Regions from separate parts of the Mus musculus genome. Here regions 2, 3, 4 and 5 are each linked to region 1. A link is a contact called in public Hi-C and promoter capture Hi-C data. All regions are on one chromosome and are shown on one strand. The core of a region is the stretch at or near the end of the contact, and the rest is flanking DNA. Distances in the headings are between cores, read along the strand shown. Region 1 holds the start of Erlin2 (ER lipid raft associated 2). Region 2 holds the start of Ckap2 (cytoskeleton associated protein 2). Region 3 holds the start of Mak16 (MAK16 homolog). Region 4 holds the start of Rnf122 (ring finger protein 122). Region 5 holds the start of Golga7 (golgi autoantigen, golgin subfamily a, 7).

Evidence for each region. Promoter capture Hi-C pulls out the DNA fragments that hold promoters and counts their contacts. Hi-C and Micro-C count contacts between places; a contact is called where the count stands out from the background.
Region 2: a Hi-C map of CD4 T cells shows a contact between it and region 1, with 5 times the contacts expected there. The contact joins the promoter of Ckap2 here to the promoter of Erlin2 in region 1. A contact is called at or near these places in 1 of 39 promoter capture datasets (pre-B cells) and 1 of 484 Hi-C or Micro-C datasets (CD4 T cells).
Region 3: a contact with region 1 is called in a promoter capture Hi-C map of liver, with 3 times the contacts expected there. The contact joins the promoter of Mak16 here to the promoter of Erlin2 in region 1. A contact is called at or near these places in 3 of 39 promoter capture datasets (cranial neural crest, liver and pre-B cells) and 2 of 484 Hi-C or Micro-C datasets (B cells and CD4 T cells).
Region 4: a promoter capture Hi-C map of pre-B cells shows a contact between it and region 1. The contact joins the promoter of Rnf122 here to the promoter of Erlin2 in region 1. A contact is called at or near these places in 2 of 39 promoter capture datasets (cranial neural crest and pre-B cells).
Region 5: a contact with region 1 is called in a promoter capture Hi-C map of pre-B cells. The contact joins the promoter of Golga7 here to the promoter of Erlin2 in region 1. A contact is called at or near these places in 2 of 39 promoter capture datasets (liver and pre-B cells) and 1 of 484 Hi-C or Micro-C datasets (CD8 T cells).

What each region holds. Positions count from the first base shown.
Region 1 is chr8:27,022,556-27,025,100 of GRCm38.p6, forward strand. It overlaps Erlin2 (ER lipid raft associated 2), which reads left to right and starts at 1,264. Exons shown (of 12, transcript NM_153592.3): 1 at 1,264-1,351; 2 at 2,502-2,545. The coding sequence starts at 2,517.
Region 2 is chr8:22,184,541-22,187,085 of GRCm38.p6, forward strand. It overlaps Ckap2 (cytoskeleton associated protein 2), which reads right to left and starts at 1,279. Exons shown (of 9, transcript NM_001004140.2): 1 at 1,144-1,279. The coding sequence starts at 1,252. Gm29878 (a long non-coding RNA gene) reads left to right here and starts at 1,488. Exons shown (of 2, transcript XR_378798.3): 1 at 1,488-1,539; 2 at 2,545.
Region 3 is chr8:31,167,446-31,169,990 of GRCm38.p6, forward strand. Mak16 (MAK16 homolog) reads right to left here and starts at 1,279. Exons shown (of 10, transcript NM_026453.3): 1 at 1,220-1,279. The coding sequence starts at 1,234.
Region 4 is chr8:31,110,549-31,113,093 of GRCm38.p6, forward strand. It overlaps Rnf122 (ring finger protein 122), which reads left to right and starts at 1,279. Exons shown (of 6, transcript NM_001368375.1): 1 at 1,279-1,624. The coding sequence starts at 1,600.
Region 5 is chr8:23,255,817-23,258,361 of GRCm38.p6, forward strand. Golga7 (golgi autoantigen, golgin subfamily a, 7) reads right to left here and starts at 1,264. Exons shown (of 5, transcript NM_020585.2): 1 at 858-1,264. The coding sequence starts at 968.

The sequences.
Region 1 (2,545 bases), core at 14-2,513:
TAAGAATCGGGAAGTGGGAGGGGGATCTTTAGGGGCAGAATGGGGAGTTTGCTGGGTCCCTTAGACAAGCTGTTTTGAAACTACTTGGTCTGTTGTCTTCTTCTGCAGCCACTGGGTGTCTGGGATTGGGGGCAGCTGCTTTTCTTCTGCTGTCACCAAACATCTGGCTTCCCGGAACTTTGAATTCAGTTTCAGTGCCTTGGCTTTTGGGAGAAGACAAAGGGGTTCCTTTACTCTTCTTTTCCTGAGTCCTAAAATCGTCGGACATTGACCACTGGCCATCTACTGTACGGAAAAGCCTTTTCATGTACTAAAAGCAGGAGTTAAAGTGGGCACTTCCTGGCCTGCAAACAAAATGACTGCAGTGGCCGGTTTAGAAATTTCCTGCTAAAGAAGCAGATTGGGGATAGAGGACAGCCATAAAGCCCTTAGTTCCAGCCCCAGGACAAAACGGAGAAAAGGCCCAGTATGAATGTCCAAAGGTAACGCTATGGCAGGGTGAGGTCATGTGAGGGCTTTAGGCTAGGAAAAACGTTTTCTTCCTGGTCTGCTATACCCCCCCGGGGGGGGGGGGGTGCAGATGACAGACAAAAGCTCACCATGGCATGTGTTAAGCAAGACAGGAAGCCCGAACTATTAAGGAAATGCTAAGTTTTCAACAACTGCTGTTGACCTCAGCACTCACAGATTTCAGAATCCGTTCATTAAAAATCGGAACAATAATTCCTTGTTAATTACTTTATGTTGCTGTGGGGACCTCAAGGCCAAACAAAGCTCTCAGAAAAGTATAAAGGGCAACTCAGAGTAGGACTGTTGACTGGCGACGTCATAATCTGCACCTTTGAAAGTTTCCTTCGGCTAATGCAGCAGGAAAAGAAGCGAGCAGAAGGACAAGAACGCTGCATCGCATTGATCCCGGCTCCGGAAGAAGAAAAGAAATCCAGCTCGGACTTGAAGCGAAGGAGAATCTCTAGCAACCTCCGAAGCCAGCGCCTCGGAAGGTGATACCAGAGCCTTGGTGTCCGGAGCCCGCTCTGCCAGCCCTGGGCATCCTAAAACCCGCAAGCCTAGGTGCGCAGCCAGTGTGCCAGCTCGCGAGCGTCCCCTGGCGCCACCGCCGAACACTGCGGCTCGCAGCGCGAGGGGGCGGAGCGGCCGGACGAGCACAGGGGTGTGGTGTGGGCGGGGTCTTCTTTTTATTTATTTATTTTTTTTATTTTTTGCGCGCGCGCGGACTGATGGCGTCATCGAAGCGACTGGCCCGGAAGGAAGTAGGGTGCTGAGGGGTGTGGCGGTTTCTACGGTTGCACGGGGGTTCGGCTGTGTACGGAGCGCCTGGAGGGACAGCCTGGTACGCGGCCGCCGCCCCTCCGTGCACGCTCGGCATCGCTGAGGCTCGGGGGGTGGGCGCGGCTGGAGCTGACGTCCTGAGCCCCCTCAGCTCGCCCACCCGGGAGTCCAGTCCCCTGCCCACGGGTCCGAGCGGAAGCTCTCGGCCGTGTCTGCCTCGCGGAGGAGGGCGGGGAAAGGGCAAGAGGTGGCTTTGGGGTGGTAGTGAGGACATTTGCAGAGAGGACACTCCTGCTGCTCGGTAGCTGAAGGCCGCTACGGTAAAAAATAAGTAAATTAGTCAGACCTGAGAGGTGGACTCCGTGCCCTGTGCCCGGTGTGCACGTCCGTCACTGTAGTGTTTTCCAGATCCTTCAGGGTTCAGGAAATGAGTGTCTACATGTAACTCTGTGGCATCTGGGACCCTGGACATTTGGGGACATCCCACCCCACCCCACCCCACCCTCACTTCGGAGTAGTCCAGAGTCTCCAGCCTGAGACATTTCCAGTTTCCTATAACCATGGGGCTTGCGGGGGCAAAGGATATGGGAGAATGTGTTACAGTTTTACATAGAGATCTGTCCCGTTTAAGTCCAAAGGAACAACAGAGAAGGTGGAGGACAGATCAGAGAGAGAATCCTACGTCGGAACTCAGTTGCTTGCTCTTCTCTCTCTCCCTCCCTCCCTCTCTCTCTTCCCCCCCTCAGGGTCCTAAGGGAATGACTGGTGGTTTCCTTCGAAATGGCAGGCAATTAGAAGTAGGAGGCTCTGACCAGAAATACATAGCCACAGCTGCCTGTCATTTGACATCCTCTGTAATTTGGGCCAGCACCCTGCAGCTGCCTCTCTTCCTTACAAGTATAAATGGCTCTGTTGACAACATGTTAACGTGAAGGGGAGAGAAGGCTGTGTTTTGAACCTTGCCCAAATGGCACCAAATCTCTCTTAGGTATAGCTGTTTCTGGAGCTAATGCCCCCTTGCTTCAATGGGAATTATACTTCCACAGTTAAGGAACGGAATGTTGACTGAGAACAAGGACACAGTGAGTTGTAGATCTGGCAAGTAGTGTGTGTGTGTTACAGCAGGCTGCCCCAGAATCACTTTACGTGAGCTTCAGCTTGGTGGCTCTCCTGTACGTCAGGCTACACATTGTCCCATATCTTCTCTCTAGGATACAGGTTCACTGATGGCTCAGTTGGGAGCTGTTGTGGCCGT
Region 2 (2,545 bases), core at 29-2,528, 4.8 Mb before region 1:
GGCAGCTAGAGCTACAGAGAAACCCTGTCTCAAAACAACAACAAAAACCAAAGCGACAAGAAAGCACCAGTCTAAAGTGTTTAAAAAGCCAATGAAGTCTCGTATTCAGGGCTGGCTCTTCCTTGGGTGCTAGCCAGAGCGAACAACTTCTACTAAAGAGCTTTAAAGAGTAACCACTAAGGGTGTGGAGTGTCTCCTCCCTGGGAAAAGAGATTATTCCTATAACAACACAATAGGAGATTTCTCAATTTAGACAAATGATCCCATGAATCAGAAATTACATGCAAGGTGCTGTTTTAGGCTTACTATTACTGTGATGAAAACACTCTCACCAAAGGCAACTTGGGGAAGAATGGGTTCATTTACTAATATCTCCATAGTACAGTTAGCTCATCATCAAAAGCAGTTAGGGCAGGAACTTGGTGCCATGAAGAAGTGTAGCTACAAGGCTTGCTCTGCCTGGTTTGTTTGTTTTTGTTTTTAAATAGCACTCAAGACCACTAGCCCAGGGGTGGCACCGCCCACAATGGGCGGGGCCCTCCCTCTCCCATCAATCTCTAATTAAGAAGATGCCCTACAGGCTGGCCTACAGCCTGCCTGATCTTGTGGAAACATCTTCTCAGTTTAGGTTCCCTCCTCTCAGGACTCTAGCTTGTGCTCAATGATAGAATACTTGCCTAGCGTATACAAAGCTCTGAGGTTCATCCTCCCAAATAAATAAATAAATAAATAAATAGCATCAAATGTCCTAATCGAGTGAAAATTGCAGGGAACACATTTCAATATAGGGTTCCAGAAACAACTGTGTAGAGAGATCTGATACCAGTCGCCAAATTCTGACCAACTTACATAAGTTTTCCACATTCTTGCTGCAGACCATTCAACTCCATTTTTCCAAAACGTCCAGGACATCATGCAAACAGTCCCAGCCTCACCTCCACGTTCCAAGCACAGAGATAGGAGAACCCGGGAGCTAGCGAGCGCGCGCGCAGGCGCAGTCGGGGGTCCGGGCAGCCCCGCCCCCGCCCTCAGACCCCGAAGATAAACCGCTGGCCCCGGCAGGAGCCGAGCCACGCGCTACCCTCGGCAGCGGCCTGGGCTCTCAGAGAGAGTTAGCGGCCGAGGCCCCGTGCCATCGCTCACCTCGGAAGGCCGGCTGGTCTCGCCTGGTCGGGGGCAGCTGCAGGTCCCGGGTCACCGGCAAGGGATTCCTCGCAGCCCTGCCAAGGAAGCGTTTCCTGGACTCTGCCATCGCTTAATGAGCGCGCCTCGGCGCCGGCGTGGATTGAACGGACCAATGAGCGCGGAGGGGCGGGGCCCAGGCGAGGGGCGGGGCCGTCCCAGAATCCAGAGACTTGGCAGCCGGCGAGAAATTTCAAAATCGAACAAAGCTCTCCCAACTGGATGGATGACGCCGTTGGAGCGGGCTTGTTGAATCCTCAGGATATAGCAGGACCAGGCTTGACAAGTCAGGACATGTCTTCAGACACAGCCCAGAGGAAGCCAAAGGACCGCAGTGACTGCACCTGTCAAATGCTGGTGCGCTCCTTAGGGATAAGGCTCATTGCTTTCCCTGAGGACAAGTTCCCGAATGATCTTTGGAGCTGCTTAACAGAATTAGGTTGCGATTATACCTCGCAAGCGAGATGATGAGCTCAGATGTTAGGTGTCTCGTGTTTGCACAGCTTGCAAACAAAACCTTTTTTTTTTTTTTTCTTTTTTCGGTTTTTCAAGACAGGGTTTCTCTGTATAGCACTGGCTGCCCTGGGACTCACTCTGTAGACCAGGCTGGCCTCGAACTCAGAAATCCACCTGCCTCTGTCTCCCAAATGCTGGGATTAAAGGCGTGTGCCACCACTTGCCCGACTTTGCAAACAAAATCTTAAGTTGAGATCTACCTTTGTGCTGTTATTTTATTGAAAATCTTGCTACGTAGCACAGGCTGGCCTAGAACTCACTTGCAGTCTTCCTTGACCTCCTGAGTGCTAAGATTACAACTCTATGCCCAGCCCTTTCTGTGCATTTATATATGCATTTGTGAAATGCAAACAAGTGTAGGAGACAGAAGAAAAAGAAAACTGAGGATATAACCCTCTGCTCTTTCAAGGCAGGATATAATTCTGTGAAGTTAAACCTATTGTGTGTTATAAAAAGATAAAGGAAAGAAGGAATATGTTTTGGTGGATGTGTAGTCAGGTATGGGGTGCCCCCGCAGGCCCATGGGTATAGTATAGAATAGAGTTTACTCAGGGAATGGGGAAGGGAGTTAAAAGGGTATTAGAGACAGAGAAAGGCAGAGAGAGTTGAGGAATAGAGGCTGGCTGAGAGCACATGTAGACAAGGGGGAGTAGGGGTGAGAGGACAGAGCAGGAGCAAGAAGACAAGAGAGAGCAAAGGAGGGAAGAGGGCAGAGGTAGCAAGCAGCCCCTCTCATAGTGAGTCAGGCAAGCCTGGCTATTGCCAGGTAACTGTGGGGCGGAGCTTAGACAGAATGCTAACAAAACCAACTCCTGTTGAACAATTTGTCTATGTTTGTCTTTTTAGG
Region 3 (2,545 bases), core at 29-2,528, 4.1 Mb after region 1:
CCTGGTGAAGTGCATAGTATATAAAAACGGTGCATCAAGTTGCAATCACTAAAGCCACATATGGGGGTGTGTGTGTGAGCATAAAGGTCTCTAGATGGACTGCACTGAAGAGCCAAGAAGGACCCTAGAGCAGTTAAAGGGGGGAAGAACGAAGGGCCAAAGAATAAAACACACAGGGGTAAGGATTGTAGGAAACGAGAAGTGGAGTGGGTGTATTATTCAGCTTCGTGGTCAGACCTCTTACACATCATTTGGTCACACCTCTTTCCTGGGCACCGGATTTGTCTGTGCGCCCAGCTGCCCACTTAGCATCTCTAAAAGGATCCCGATGGTAAACATACCCCAGTGCAACTCTCATTTTCACGCTCTTCTTAAATTAAAAAAAAAAAAAAATACAACAGTTCTCCCTAGTTCCCACTAAAAAAGACCTGGAAACCATTTCCTTCAAGGTTCTCCCTGACCTTGTCCGGGCAAGCCTATCAAATCCAGTCTCCCCCTCATCCTCTGGATTCCTGTAACAAGTCCTTCCCTATCTCTCATCTTTGTACCTTTACTATTCCTACGGCTCTTCAGTGGCTGCCTCAGTCCCAATTCTGGGGTTTTTAGCCCAATGTGACTGATCTACCGCTCTTTCTCCATTACTCCTCTTTCATAGTACCGTTATTCTCCATCCCCAGAGTGCTCATGAGAGCAGAGGTTTTTTTGGTTTTTTTTAAATGTCTTTTGCCCGACTGTTAACAACCAATCATCACACTGAACCTACACCAGTTGGATACTGGCTATGTACTTACAACTCTGTGAACAGACAAACGAAGTCTTACTTCCGAAACTACGCCTCGGGCAGGCTGCAGAGCAAAATAAAAAGCCTAACACTGGAGAGGTAGCGCTCATGGAGGAGTTCCCTAAGCACGGATTTTAAACATCGCATCTCTCCCGCCTTGCCACCCCGAGACAACTGCCGTTCAGATGGCAGCTGGCACAAAGGGCTTCACTGCCAAGCACTAGGGACTAAGGAAGCCCACCCGGCGGGCTGGGGCTGGGGTGGCCTGGCCTTCTACACGCGCGTGGGAAGCCACTATCGGAAATCGGGGCTCTGCAAGTCTCGCCATCCGGGAGAAGCGGAGACAAACGGGCCGTCTGAGCGTGCGGGACTGAATCCTAAATGAGCGAAATGCCGCGCAAAACCCAGTGGTGCCAAGGCGAGAGGAGGAAAACTCACGTCGTCCGACTGCATGGTGCCGGCAGCTCAGCTCGCCGCATTAGGAAGGACCGGGGAAGCGGCCACGCTTCTTCCGCGGAGCCACTTCCGGAGAGCCACTAACCTATCGCGAGAACGTCTCAGTGTCCCAGAAGCCCGTGACGTCCCCGGGCACAGTGAGCATGCGCGCTTCCGCGCCAGCGCACGCTTGGATCCTGGCGTGCTCGCCTCCGGCAGCCCTTGCCCTAGGAGCGCACATATCGTCTTGTCCTGCTTGCTGTGTCTCTGCGCGAGCTCCAAACCTCTAAAAAGTGGGGCTTCTTTGTCCTCTCTAACCCAAGGCGCACCCTCCGAGTCACTTGTGCACGCGCGGGGCTTTAATGCTAATTACCGTCCCATTTCTGGCCGTGGCCGCGTGCCTGGAAAGCCTGAAGCCGTCAGCTCTTTTACCAACCCGCGGGAACTTCTAGCAGCCATCTCCGTTCTCACTTTGAAACACACACGGCAGTGTCGTATGGGGAAACAACATAACAAACGAAAAAAACCTGTATGCATGTGACCCCCAAACGGACAGATTCTACTGTCGCTCCCTTGCTCCTTCTGTAAGGATCAAACTCGGGTTACCAGACTCACACTCCTTCCTGAGCCATTATCCAGGCCTGAGAAAGTGCTTTTAAAAGGTCAGCAGGAGTGATAATAAAATGAGGGTTGCTTCCCCAGTTCTCCCTTTTGAAAGCCATTAAGTAGTTCAAGTGATTTTGAAGAAATTGTCATGTGCCAAATACAGTCCCGGACAGAGCAATGAAGGGGAACAATGTTCTACACCCTCAAGGTCCTTACTTAGCAATGGGATTCAGAGACTTGTACCATAAACTGTATAATATAATGTTTAAGTACTGTTAAGTGCTGTAAAAGCAACGAGGCAGCTGTGAACACTCAGCTAGTGGGGAGGTTGGTTCGGGAGCTTGAGACCAACTTGAGTTTTACAGGGAGGTCATAGCCGGATGCTGGCAATGGTGATAACGATGAGGATAACGCAAAGTAAGTTAGTGGAGACAGGTTCTTTTAGAAAGGTTTATATGTAGCAGACAATGGCCTAGTCGGTCATCAATGGGAGGAGAGGCCCTAGATCCTGTGAAGGTTCTATGCCCCAGTATAAGGGAATGCCTGGAGTGGAATGCCAGGAATGGGAGTGGGTGGGCTGGGGAGCAGGGGGAGGGGGTAGGGGATTTTCGGAGGGGAAACTAGGAAAGGGAATAACCTTTGAAATGTAAATAAAATATCTTTTAAGAAAGGAAGGTTTATTGGGAGAATGCGGTAGAAGTAAGTGATAATTAGGTAGAGAAT
Region 4 (2,545 bases), core at 29-2,528, 4.1 Mb after region 1:
AAACACCACAATCACCGTCCACAAAGGCCTTCTGGATTTGGAGACTATCCGACCATCCCCAGAGATAAGAAGATTGCATTTGTTCCAGCAGCCCTGAGATGCAGGTCAGGATATTTGATACTTTAACGACTGTGCTTGGAAATGGCAAAACATTCATTCGCATGCATTAGCTCGCTCAGGGGCCAGAGACTCAGTTCCAACAAATCAATAGTGGGATGATAAGTCCTGACAAAGGAAGAGCAGGCCGTTTTGCTTGCTTATTTGTGGGTCTACTCAACACACTGCTTCTGAACGTGGCTGTGGCGCCTTGCACCGGGGTACTTTCAATGATACTCTATGCACTGATGGTAATACTTTCTTTTAAGTGGAAAGATAAACAAAAGCATACATAAACAAGCCTGAGTATGGTGGCACAGGCCTTTCATCCTAGCACCCTGGAGACAGAGGAGGGCAGATCTCTGGAGTTGGAGGTCAGTTAGGACCAAATAGCTTTCCATTAGCAAAATAATAAACATATAAAATAAACTATGCAATGTCATCCAAAATAAATAATACTACATGGAGATTTGAGATCCCCCCCCCCCTTCATCCCCTGTCCATTCAACACCGAAGCAAGACCCCTGTCCCGGCCATTGACAAAGCCAGTTTCCGGGTTTTCGCCACAGTCTAGGAGATTGGAATCCTGGCACGGTATGGCCTTCAGCTTTAGGCCTTATTCTTGTTTGTAAAAGAAGGCTCTGTCCTGAAGTGATGTGAGAACAATAGCCCTTTGAAGATGGAGTTTTGAGTTTCATCTGCTTTGCCCTCTTTGCCTCAGTTCTCTCCTTTCGCGGTGGGTCTGGGAATGCGCTAGCTGCCACGCATAACCAGGTCTAAAGGCGAAGGACAAGTGGAACCAACTCCCAGGACTGCCTTCTACAGAGCTATAGAAATTCGAGACAGACACGGATCTGTAGGCGGAAAACAAAAGTGGCACTAATCCTCGTGTCATTCCACCACCATAGCCCTCCCCGCCCGGGTCCTAGGAGGCGGCGATCTTCGCCCCCTGCAGGCGTCGCCTCTCACGCCGTTCTGCAGGCTAGGGACTCCCCAGGTCTGGCTAGGAGGCGGGGTAGGAATCTACCCAGAAAAAAGCTCCCCTGTCCAGAGGGTAAACTGGCTTGTAAATAATACCCCAGGGCAGGAGAAAGGCTCCCATTGGCCGGAGGGCAGGTGACGAAAAGGGGGCGGGCTCCCGGGAGGGAGCAGTCCTAGGGAGGGGGGTGTGAGCCGTGCGGTGTCAGTTTTCGGAATCCCAGCGCGCACTGCTCAGCGCAGTGGGACCCAAGCCCGGCTTCGTGTCCTGGCTACTGCCTTCTCGGCCGGGCATCCCGGCTCTCTCGGCTGCCCTCCCGGCCCGGGCCCTCGGTAGGGCTTCGCTCCGAAAAGACTTTGCTTCCTCCTCTGCCCTCTTTGTTGCTCTGCAAACCGGCCTCTCTGTAACCCTTGACTCCACTCCTCCGGGAGTTGCATCTCCATCCCGGCGGTCTCAGTGCACAGCCCCTCCAGCTCCAACACCTTGCCTCGGTTTGCTCCCGGAAGCCGACCTTGACTTCATTGATGCACCCATTCCAGTGGTGTAACGGTGAGTCCCTGGACCGGTGGGAGAACAGGGACCGCGCAGGTTCAGGTCCTGAGCCGAGTTTCCCGGTGTCTGGGACGGCCCAGAAGGCGTCCTGGCGCCCTGCTGGGCTCTGCACAGCGCGCAGTTAGAAAGATCCCATTCACTTTGTTGGGAATAAAGGGGGTCTGGAAGCGAGTGGAGGGCCAGGGGCGTGTGAGCCGAGTCTTCCCGGCCTTTGTATGGCGGTCCATCTCTTCTACCCCTTCGCCTGCCTTTGTGCGCTCTCAAACTCTGTTCTTTGTTGTGGTGGTTGGAGAATTAAATCCGCGCTCGGGCTAGGATCTCCTAGAGGGAGCTCAAGTTCCGGTTCTGAAACTTTGCAGGCTATTTTAAATATGTATACAGTGCAGCGTGCGGGACAAGGCGCGGGGTGACTTTCTTTTTCTTTGTTGGTTTTCACTGGCTCCTAGGGGCCAGACGCTGGATTAAAAGAGCGTCGCTTTACTGAATAGATAAAGCCTTGCAGAAAGAAAGCTGGGCCCCCAGCTCAGGGCTGGCCTGGCAAAAGCTTTGCTTTCTGGCAATAAGGCCAGACCCTGGGGTCTGCTTTCAGCCTAGGTGGTGACGGTACCTTCCAGCACAGCCAGCCACCCACCACCAACCGCTTCCCACACCCCACCGCGTGATGATGCTAAATTAGTTCATCTGAGGCTTTGGGGCAGCTCAGGTGTTACAGGTTAGAAAGCGGGTCTGGATTTCCTGTCTAGGCTACCTGTTGGATCTTTCTGAGCCAAGTCTTCGATGTTAATACCACCCACCCTTCCCCCAGAAGTACCCAAAATCTTGATCACTTTTTCTAGGCAAGTTGGCGAGGTGGAAAGAAGCTAACTTTTTTTTTTTTAAGTTTTTTGGTATGGCAGTCTGGTTGCTTGTGAAAAATCC
Region 5 (2,545 bases), core at 14-2,513, 3.8 Mb before region 1:
TTCAGAAACTGATTTATGAACAGGAAATAGAATCTGAGTAATATCGCTGAAGAACAAAAGGAGGATCACATTGGGTAGACGAGTAGATTTTTTTTGTTTTTTTTTTGGTGTGGTTAAATCTGAAGGAATGGTACACAAATCTCATCTTTGTTTACAAGGTTGCCCAAAGGACCTCTGCCCCATGACCGTTTTGATATGCAAGGCAAACAGGAAGTTCCCAGTGATAATGACTGGGAGTCAGGGTTGGTTCAGCTACAAGTTCCTTTGCCGTTCCTGCCCGGGACCGTGTACGTTTTTCAGGTTCCAAGAAGGCCTGTCTGGACTGCCGAGCACATCCCTAATAAACCCTTTCAGCTGAACAGTATGACCAGCACAGTGACCACAGATACCAGTCATGACTATGACGCTGTCTTTCGCGTGTCTGAGGCAGTAGGATATAGGTTACCACAGGAGGTATGAGGTGGCCTGGAGTTCCAGGAATTAGCACCTCATCAAGATGTCAATAACTGAGTGAGTGTGTGTGTGTGTGTGAGCTTCAACCAGGTGTCAAGTACCGTGTGTGTGTGTGTGTGTGTGTGTGTGTGTGTGTCGGCATCCTGTTAAGGACACTCTTGGGTGGACTGCGGGCCAGCATCCTAAAAGTTCTATATGATCACTGTACTCTGAGCATTAGCCTTAGTGGTCTTTCTCCAAATACTAGACCGTACCTCCTTCGTATATCTTTTCCCATGAATCCTGACGTCTCATGCTCTCCCGAACCGTGAGACACTCCCTCCCGCTCCAGGGACTCTCCCCTCCCCAGGGCCAGGGGCAGGGCCAGGAGCAGGGCCAGGAGCAGGGGAAGCCGGGCTGCATACCCTGTTCTCCAGCTCCGCGGGGAACTTGGTCTGGAACTGGCAGCGCGTGCCGCTGCTGTAGTCTCGCTGAATGAACACCTTCCCGGACACCGGTGCCTGCTGCGGCCTCATGGCGAGGACAGGACCCGCCGCTCTGCGAGTTCGGGCAAGACACGGGGTCAGATGGCCGGCCTAGAGCCGGCTCTCCGGCCCGCCAGCCCTTCGGAGCCACCCACCGCCCAAAGACGCCCCAGGCCTCCCCCCTCGCCGATCCCCTTCACTCATGGCTGTAGCCGAGGGACTCCAAGCTACCCAAGCCCAGGACCCGCGCCCCCCCACATCCTGGTTCGGCCCTGGAAACACAAACCCGCCTCCTCGGCCCTCCAGCAGCTGTCGCGCCACCTCCGTCGCCGCTTACGTCCTGTCGCAAAAAAACCTAGCCTCTCCCGAACACCTTCTGTGCCGCACGTTGACACCCCGCCCCCTCCGGCCGTAAAGCGACGCCTCCGCGGCTGCGCGTTGCGGTGAGGTGCGCGGTGGCTGGGAGAGAAGTCTTCCTAGTGTAGGCGAATGAAACCCTTCCGGGCGGAAGAAGATGATGATGATGAGGTGGACGTGATCGGTGGATCCGGGAGTTCCGGGAAAGACGCCGGGGTTAGAGACTCGGAATTCCCTGTTGGTTGTGGTGAAGTGGTTTGTGGGCACAGGAATAGTTCCCTTCTTGATTAAGCGTTCCAGCTTTCACGTGGGCTAACCCACCTCGCTCCACAAAAACAACCGTCACTCTCCAATTCCAACAGACACAGATATTTACAACTACAAAGCGCACTACTGGGGATGCATTTGGCCCCTGGAACCCTCTTGAACGAGAGTGAGGAGATGGTATTCCTGTTCTGCATTATCCTGCATCCCTTCTCCAATTCTTCTTGAGGTGTTGGTTTTTTTCGTCCCAGAGACATGTACACCAGCTATACCCGCTTAGGTGACCCGACTGGACCAACAACAGTTCTCTCTCATTGGTCCCCACTTTACTGACTGTATCTTTGCAAGACATCCAGGAAAATCCCTATGCACGTCTGGTGGTGGCGATGTTCTAGTACAACTTTTTAGTATACTGATAATTGATTAGATACTTGATCAGTTGTCACGATAATTGATTTCTCTTTTGGGGTTTTAAAAATAGCATTAAAAAAATTTCCAGCATAGGGCGGGGGACAGGGCAGAGGTCGTCCACTCCCTGGTGATCTCTGAGTTCAAGCCCACCCCAGTTTACCTAAATAGTACCAGGCCAGCCAGATCGTCATGGTGAGACCCTGTCTCAAAAATGAATAGCTTTATCCCAATAAAGGGTGTATAGTAAACCCACTCATTTAACGTGGACATAATTTGTTAACTTCTACCACGTCCATGCCCTTAAACCATCAGTACAATCAAGATAATAAACACCACCTCTAAAAACTTCCTTACTCTTTACAGTCATACCTTTCAGCCATTCAGCAGACCCCCTTTGCCCAGTACTAACCTTTCTGTCACTAGAAACAAACTTGTGTTTTCTTAACTTTCACTTAAATTGAATCAGAGTTTTTCGTCTCCTTCTTATTGTATAGATTCTACTGAGATTCCTCTGTTGTGCCATACGTAATTTCATTTCTGTGACTTTCCCCATTTATTCATTCACGTACTGCCTCAGGGTTTCCATTGCTGTGAAG